Regions from separate parts of the Pan troglodytes genome. Here region 1 is linked to region 2. The links are chromatin contacts, called in public HiChIP or PLAC-seq maps. All regions are on one chromosome and are shown on one strand. Each heading gives the region's core, a stretch centred on a gene start, on an enhancer-like site or on the middle of the called end of the contact. The rest is flanking DNA. Distances are from core to core; before and after follow the strand shown.

Evidence for each region. HiChIP or PLAC-seq counts read pairs in DNA pulled down with a chosen protein or histone mark.
Region 1: a contact with region 2 is called in an H3K4me3 HiChIP or PLAC-seq map of stem cell-derived excitatory neurons, with 5 times the contacts expected there. The contact joins the promoter of ACTR3 here to the promoter of SLC35F5 in region 2. A contact is called at or near these places in 1 of 7 Hi-C or Micro-C datasets (stem cell-derived neural progenitor cells) and 1 of 1 datasets of contacts at active chromatin or transcription factors (stem cell-derived excitatory neurons).

The regions. Positions count from the first base shown.
Region 1 is chr13:14,556,434-14,561,104 of NHGRI_mPanTro3-v2.0_pri, forward strand. It overlaps ACTR3 (actin related protein 3), which reads left to right and starts at 1,455. Exons shown (of 12, transcript NM_001328277.1): 1 at 1,455-1,613. LOC107973745 (a long non-coding RNA gene) reads right to left here and starts at 1,827. Exons shown (of 3, transcript XR_678332.4): 1 at 1,728-1,827.
Region 2 is chr13:14,414,226-14,418,363 of NHGRI_mPanTro3-v2.0_pri, forward strand. SLC35F5 (solute carrier family 35 member F5) reads right to left here and starts at 1,821. Exons shown (of 17, transcript XR_008546550.2): 1 at 976-1,821; 2 at 575-665; 3 at 286-427.

The DNA.
Region 1 (4,671 bases), core at 205-2,704, 140 kb after region 2:
TCGGCCTTCCAAAGCATTGAAATTACAGGCATGACCCACTGCGGCCCGCCTCCGTTTTTAACTTAAAAAATTTTTCTTTGGGGGGGAGCCTTAATCCTTTCTATTATCCTGCTAGTAGAATCTTACTACTCCTGAGGGTAATCTTTGTCATAATCCAAAAGCCTTGAATAAAGGCCTATTTGTATAGTTATGCAGAATATATTCCTGGGAGGTTTGCCTTCCTTAGGAGCACAGGTCGGCCCTGGGAGGTGGGGGTTGGGGGGCAGGGCTACATTCTAAAGTCCTGTAACAACGCACAAGTACAACTGAATAAAACTCGGAACAAAGGCATCAGGGCCACGGTGCAAGTCTTTGTTCATCCGTTCCCCGACTGCTCACCCTGTCTGATACCGCTCTTTTCCACCCAGAAAAGCAGCCACTCAAGTTTTAAGAATGGATGTATGCCGCGGACGTTTTCGATTAGGCCGTTTTCTCCCAGGCACTGGAGGATATTCGTGGCTGCAGGAGGCGCTTCCACCCTTTCCTCAACCTAGCAAAGAAGTAACTGAAACTAACCCAAGGGTTACAACCGAAAAGCCCCTTCCAGCTTCAGAAGCAGAACTGGAAGCTCGGATAGACTTCTCCGCCTCTACACTCCTGGAAAACCCGCAGTGGATTTCACTAACTTCAGGATCGGAGCCCAGGCAGGCGAACGTACCTTATTGCGCATGCTCGCTAGCCCCTCCCGCTCGGAGCGGAAGGGGGAGCGCTGAGGGCCTGGGCCTGGCCTGGCCGGGGCGTCGGCACCGGCGGCCATCTTGGCTTCCCGGGGAAAGGCGGCGTGAGGGGAAGAAGTTGTAGGGTGGGGGCAGGAGTGAGGAGGAGGGAAGAGAGAGGGGGAGGAGGCCGCGGCGGGGCAGGGCGGGGACTGCCTGCCTGCCTGGGTTGCGGAAGTGATAGCCGCTGACCGAGCCTGCTGCTTTCTTGCTACTGCTTCGGCTTCCCGGCTACCCCCCGGACGGTGAAGGCGGCCCAGCTGTGGATGGTCAGATAGCCCTTGTCTCCCGCCGCCAATCTCTGGCCCCTAGCAGCACGGAGCACACGGCGGCAGCAGCAGCAGCAGGCGAGGAGGAAGATGGCGGGACGGCTGCCGGCCTGTGTGGTGGACTGTGGCACGGGGTAAGGGGGCTTACGGGCGGGGGTGGGGAAACTGAGGCGGAGGAAGGAAAATGGCGGGGGAGGGAGGAGGCCGGGAAATGAATGGTGCGGCGAGGTGCCGCCGCCGGCTGTCAGTCCTAGACCCGCCGGCCAGCGAGGGGTGGGGCCCGGAGCCAGGGCCTCGCGGGTCCCCTCGTTTCTCCCTCCTAGGACTGGGGCGGGGGCGCGGGCCCGAGATTCAACCCCCAACCCTCCCAGCGGCTTTCTCCGCGCGACCCCTCCCGGCCCTTCCCCCACTACGGTGGGCAGTGCCGCCCAAAGAGCGCTGGGGACGGTCGTCTTGGGGGTGGTCCCCGGGCCCGACCCATCCGGCTTTCCTTTCCCTCCGCGCCCGTTTTTGCCAGTCGGTTTGGGGACCCAGGGGCCGAGCTCGGGGACTGGCCTGGCAGGGGAGCTAGAAAAGAGAAGCGCGCCTGGTAGGTTTTGCAAGATCGCTGTGACAACATTCTGCCCAGGGTGTGGGTGGGGAAAGGGAAGAATCGGACTCTGCAAATGGGAACCTACAGTGGGGCTTTCATTTGACCACCCACCTTCTCCTTTCGACTCCTGGTCATTTCCATCTCCCTCTGCGTTTTAACCGGTGAACCAAGTCACATTTTAATTCGAGGGAGAAACATGTCATGTGTTACTTCTGGAGCCTGAAAAAAGTCCCCCAGTGAGCAAGCGCGCTGCAACTTCCTTAGTTTTGTCAAAGCCGCTTCCTGCTTTCAGTCTTTTATACCCTTATAAGGTAGTTTTTAGTTTCCAACCTGAGCACATCTTACTAGAACTTTTAAAATTAAGCAGGTTTTAAAGAGACTGAATTACCGGTGCTTGGTGTCCATTTATATGACTTAAAAAAATGTACTTATGTTTCATGGAGTGGGGGAAAGGAAGCACCCTGGAAAATAAACTAATTTAAGTTGTATTCGTTCATTCTGTGATGGTATCTTGAAGGAAGCAGGAAGGTATAGAGGTATATAGGAATGTGTTTAAGTTGCAAATAGTTACTCGTAGATACGTAGGGTAGTTTGCGAAAACGTAGAATGGCTTTAAAGTGTGGTCGTTCATTTTGTATTAATAGACATTTTAGAGAGTTGTACCACACTCATAACTGCATAGAGAATAGACTACCCTTATTTTTATGTAGAATCACTGCTTCACGATGACATATAGGAAAGTGTTTTTTTTTTTCTGTGCTGATTACATCTCTCCAATTCCCAGAACACTCCCAGTTTTTTTTTTTTTTTTTTGAGGGGGAAGTCAGTGAGGGGTGGACTGTCAGGCTTTTTTTTTTATTATTAATTATAATTATTGATTTCATTATTGTTACTTAAAAGATTGTGTGTCCTTCACTCTTTATGTGAAATTTCTTTAATCTTCATTCTCATAACTAGCTAGTGTGGCAGTTTCTAAAATCCCAGTTAGGTAGAGAGAAACCACCAACTTCTTAATATTCTCCTAGGAAAACACTAGCCTTGGAACTTCTATGTATTTTTTTGATGAACACTTTATTTAAAAGTTTTTCCTTAATTCAGTCTCATTTCTCTGAACCAATAATTTTTTTTATTTCTCCCTTCTTAGTCTAATTGGTGAGTATTTTTATGTCTAGGTTCAGTTTTAAAATTAGATTTGGCCTGAGTCAGTAGGATAGGACTTTTCAAATGTGTTTTGTTAAAGTGACGAATATTGCTACATAATTAATGCTTTAGAAATTACTGAGTTTTCAAAAAAAAAATAGTGTAAATAATTGTGGCCCTGAGAAATAATATGGTAACATCTCAAGTAGTATGTTACTTTTCTAATCTCCATTTTCCCCCTTTTGAAATAGTTTCGAATTAGTATACAAGATGTCTCATTGAGGTAAACTGTCCTTAAGTGACCTCCTTTCCTAAAGGGCAACCTTGAATTTAAAACATGCTGAATGACCAGTAGGATCGGGAAGAGGGGTTCAATTTCACCTAGGCTATTTCTGTTTTAAAATTACGATTATCACAATAGTATATTTTTAAGTTATTACATTGGTTTCTCCAATAAGGAGAGGTTATTAACTGCACGTTGATGATTTGAATGGAACTGATTAGGAGTCCCCTTGCCACCTCACTCTCTTTTACCATTTGTCACAATCTGAAATTCCCCCTTTAGAGTTTCAGTTATTTTGGTTCTCAAAAGGCTTTTTGGTCTTACAAGTTTCCAGTGGTGCCTCCTGGGAAGTTACACCTTCAGCTTTATTTGCACATGGAGGATAAGTCCTTGAGGTTGAGGACCCTGAGATAAACATCTCTAAGTATGGCCTTAACAGGGAGCTTTTACATTTCAAAATTCTGTGGTCCCCGAATGCAAATTGTGCACCTCTAATTTGTCTAATTTTTTTTATGCTTTAGAGAATGCATTCAGCTCTTAGGTCTCTAAATTACAATTACTCACTTAGTTTAAGTAAAAAGTTATAACCTGAATCAGGTTGCTCGTTTCATTCATTATATAAATTAGGGGAAAGGTGGCTGAAAAAAAAGTGGCCATCTGTAAAACTTGATCGTCTTAGATAGGAAAGCTGTTAAGAGTTAGGAAACTTGAAACTTAATCCCAAAACTTTTAGGGATCGTCCAGCAAAACTCAACATATGAATCACCTAGATTCAGGTCATAAAAGAGAATACTTATTTTGAAAACAATTTGAAAAGAAATCATTCACATTGATACCCTTATCTACACACTTTTTTGGTCTGTATTGGAAAGCATGGTAAAATACAATTGGGGCACATAGATTCCCATTGGTGGCTTGAAAACTAAATAACAGAACTCAAACCTGCTGTTACTGGTGAGAAAAGCATTTTCTTTAAAAGGCATTCACAAACATTTTTTAAAAAAACATTGTAACACTTGTACGATCATCCTAAGGTTTTTTTTTTTTTCTGGGCGGTGGAAGGGATCGTTTTTTAAATGTGTTTTTTGCTTTTTTTGGTTTGTTTGTTTGTTTGTTTGTTTTGAGATGGAGTCTTGCCCTGTCGCCGGGCTGGAGTGCAGTGCCACGATCTCGGCTCACTGCAACCTCCACCTCCCAGGTTCAAGCTATTCTCCTGCCTCAGCCTCCCGAGTAGCTGGGACTACAGGCACATGCCACCACATCCAGTTAATTTTTCTATTTTTAGTAGAGATGGGGTTTCACCATGTTGACCAGGATGGTCTCCATCTCCTGACCTCGTGATCCACCCGCCTCAACCTCCCAAAGTGCTGGGATTACAGGTGTGAGCCACTGCGCCCAGCCTTAAATGTTTTTTTTTAAATGCATGTTTTTACTCAAGTTTCTCCATCATTCAAGCCAAATGAGGGCGCTCCTTATTAACTCCTTGTTATATCGTAGCTTGGTTACAGAGCTGCATTGTGAATTTCCTTTTCCCTTTTATGTCTTTTTTTTTCCCCTGGTAAATAAAATATTGGTAAATTAGTTCCACTGATTATGATAGCAGAGGTTAATATAGCCCTATGGTCAAAGTCT
Region 2 (4,138 bases), core at 571-3,070:
ATTTAGAAAAAAAGCCACGAGTAACACTTTCAAATGTAAGAAAATATGCATAGTCTCTCTAAGTAACCCTCCCTAAAAGATACAAGAAAACTGTATGAAACAATAAAAAGGATCATCCTTTCAGTTTTAACTTCAAGTGGCAATAATTCAACGTTTTTAAAAAATTCAATAGTATTTAAGATACTGCTTTTAGGAAGCAGGAGATTGTAACGGCTAGAGTTACTACAGGTTAAGGGTAACATTGTGGCTGTAATGTAACATCATTCCTGGACCAAAGGTACATACCGAAGTAAGTTCAGAGGAAGCAACCCATATCACATCAACAAGCAGAAGAATAACAATCCCAAGAGCCATTCGCCTGCGCTGAGTGAAACCACTGTTCTGGGAATTCATTCGGTTCATGACAAATACACACACCATTTGCAGTCTGTTTTTTAGAAAATACAGATCACATTAGAGATGATTTTAGAAAAACAACCATTAAAAATGAGAACATTAGTATAACAGAAACATTTGACTTTTGTTAGCTAATGTTCAGTGTGAAAGTTACATAGAGGATAAACGTGGAATCTACCTTGTCTTAAGAGCCCTTCTGAGATCCTCAAGAGCAATGCCGGAAAACTTGGCAGATCTCAGTCTAAAAGGAGGTGAAGAACTCAGCACGCCTAAAAACAACCATGAAATTATGCTATGAAAACGTGAATAACGCAAGGTAAGATTCATCACATCGTTTTTTACTCTTCATCTTCAAACTCAAAGCAAATCAATGAAAAGGACCAAATTGTGTTAAACATACTTGCCACCTTTCTCAGTACTTTCATGGTATCCACTGCACGCTTCAGATTATACTTAGAGAGATACGCGATACGGTGCGGACAGGGAGGGGGAGTAATATACAACATACGGCACATTTAAGAAGAGTTAACTACTAGAAAATAGCTTCTCTGAGTTTCACAAATACGGAACTCCATTCACCTCTCCATCCAGAGGAATCCATCCCTGGGGACAGCGTCTAGACACTGTTTCTAAAAGTGTCTTTTCTGTCCCTGATCTGCTGGAGTGGAATTTGGTTATCGGAGAGTAAGTGATTTGCTGTGGGTCTTGAAGGCACCTTTCCAATCTCTTCAAGTGGTAAAAGAAAAGGATTCTCCATGCTCCTCCACCCACCTCTGTCAAAACATCCAGTCATTTAAAAAGAAACAGCTGGGAAAAGGAATCATCCTTCTGTTTTGGAGCGGGGAAGACAGTTAAGGCAGCGACGCCTCCCCGGGGAGCCGAGGCGAGGGCGCACGCACGGCTTCCTCAATTGCCAGCGGTGGGCGCAGGGCTCGGGCGCCCCTGTCAGCTCCCGCTCCCTCCGCCCCTAGAGACCTTCACGGTTTCGGTCAAGGCGCTCCTGCTGCCACCAAGGGCAGGAGGTGGTGCTGCTGGTGGGCACTCCGTCCCGGTTTGGGCTCCGGTGATGTCGGGGCCCTTCCCTGCCTGCCTACCTGGCCTTCCTGCCCCGCGATGGCGTCGTGGCGGCACCATGAGCGGACCGGTCAGGCCCCGCAGCCGCCCAGCGCCACGGCCGCGGCCTCGGACTCACAGAGCTGTCACCGCGCCTGACATCGCGCCGCACTGGAGGCCCAGCTCCTGAAGCCGCGGTGCCCCTCAGGGAGAGGCTCCTGACACCACCCAACTCCACTCGGCCCAGGAGGGCGTGGAGCGGGTGAGGGGAAGGGACGGCACAGTCAGCTATGGCCGCGGAGGCCCGGAGTTCTGCTCTGGCCCCGGCCCCGCCCCCGGCTTGCCCTCCGCGCAGCCCCGCCCCGAGTCCCCGGCCCGAAAGCGGTGGCGCGCGGGTGACGTCATAGAGGCGCGACGGCGGACTGCGCGTGGGCGCGTGTGCAGCGAGGCTTGGCGGAGCTGGGGGAAGTAATGCGAGGCGCTGGGCACCGAGCGAGGGCTCGCGGCGGCGAGGCGAAAGAAGAGAGAAGATAGGAAGAAGGGAAGTAGGGCGAGGTGGAGGAAGAAGAGGAACCGAGCGTGGGTGTCTGGGGCAGAGCAAAGGACGAGGGAGTGGCTAAACCTCCGCCCGCCTTAGAACGAAAGCTGGCCGTTCCGTTTCACAAACTGCGAACCTGAAACTTTGGATATCCCTTTCTCGATGACAGCCGAAACGCAAAGTGGCTTAGAGTACTTTTGATTCTTGAAACCTTTTGTATATAAACAAGATCTCAGCTCTAGGAGTTACAAGCTACATCCTAGGCCAAGCTACTTCAACTTCTCTGGTCCTCGGTTTCCTTGTCTACGATAATGATAGTACCTGCCACGTTCGTTTTTTGTGTGTATGCTAGGATTGCATGAGTTTACATATGTGAAGGACGTGGATCAATTCATGGCACATAATAAGAACCTCACAAACGTTAGCAATTTTTTGTTCGTTCGTTTGTTTTGAGACAGGGTCTTTCTCTGCCACCCAGGCTGCAGTGCAGTGGCACAATCACAGCTCACTGCAACCTCTGCTTCCCGGGCTCAAGCGATTCTCCAGCCTCAGCTTCCAGTATAGCCGGGACTACAGGCGCAAGCCACCAATGCCCGGCTAATTTTTATATTTTTTAGTAGAGACAGAGTTTCGCCATGTTGGCCAGGCTGGTCTCGTACTCCTAGTCTTAAGTGATCCGCCCGCCTCGACCTCCCGAAGTGCTGGAATTACAGGCATGAGCCACCACGCCCTGACAAATGTTGGCAGTTATTAAACTGTATAGATTTGTTCCTTAAATATTTTGACTATTCCATGAGAAAGGTTTGTCCAGCATCTTGATTTCTATCTAGAAAACAAAAACAAGACTAAAGGGTTCTGTAATTTAACATCTTGGTCAGATGGCGTGAAGAAATTAAATTTTCTTACTCCTGTAGTCACGATGTAGTGCACCTCTTACCTTTTAAGTCTCGTTTCACTGAAGTTGAATGCATATTCTAGCAACTAATACAACAATACCAATGAACATTTTTAATTGATCGAATCAGTTTCAAACTATCAGCATCAAACACCTCTAATAAATCATTCAGAAACCTATTGTGCAGAGTAAAAAAAAGAACTAACCAGGCCGGTCGCGGTGGCTCATGCCTGTAATCCCAGCACTTTGGGAGGCCGAAGCAGGCGGATCACGAGGTCAGGAGATCGAGACCATCCTGGCTAACACGGTGAAACCCCGTCTCTATTAAAAAAATGCAAAAAATTAGGCGGGGGTGGTGGCGGGCACCTGTAGTCCCAGCTACTCGGGAGGCTGAGGCAGGAGAATGGCGTGAACCCGGGAGGCGGAGCTTGCAGTGAGCCGAGATCGCGCCACTGCACTCCAGCCTGGGTGACAAAGCAAGACTCCGTCTCAAAATAAATAAATAAATAAATCCTTAACCAACTACTTGGTATTACTACTTAGGGGAAATTTGGTTGCAGACATTAATCACATTAGTCTGGCACCAGTTTGTTTTTTATTTCATTAGCATTCTTTAGGGTATCAGCCCATAATACGCCTAAGAATTCTTTATGCTACATATTTGATGTATAGTCTTAAAAAATAAGAGCATTATAAATCTCTCTCAGAATCTAAGAGTCAGGAAAGCTGGATACCAATGCTTAATCTGACTACAACTTGTTATGTAATCCTGAGGATTATTCCACTCTCTACTGTGCCTTAGTTTCTTCTATAAATATGGGTTTCTGAATTAAAATATTGTAAATGATAGTACTTTGTTAAGTTACCGTTATTACCACCTGTTTCCAGACCATCTGTCAAAGGACAAGCTGTGGATATTCTTGTAACGGATAAAGTAATTCCGGCAGACTGTCTTCAGCGAGTCTCAAAACACAGTTTAACTTCCATTAATGTCTTTTCCCTGTCCCTGGTTTCTTTAAGGGAAATTCCACTGGACTGCTGTAACATAGGCCCTAGTGTGCTTCTGTGCTTTGGCACCATCCTGAGCATCTCAGGCATTCCTTTTTTCGTCCTTATTTCTCTGTGTTACCCAAGGCTAAATCTTCAGCTGTATAATTTCAAAGATAAGTTCCACAACAGCAAGGATTTTGGTCTATTTTGTTCTTCACTATTATCCTCAGCATCTAGAATAGTGCTTACTATTCTCTAGCTGGCAG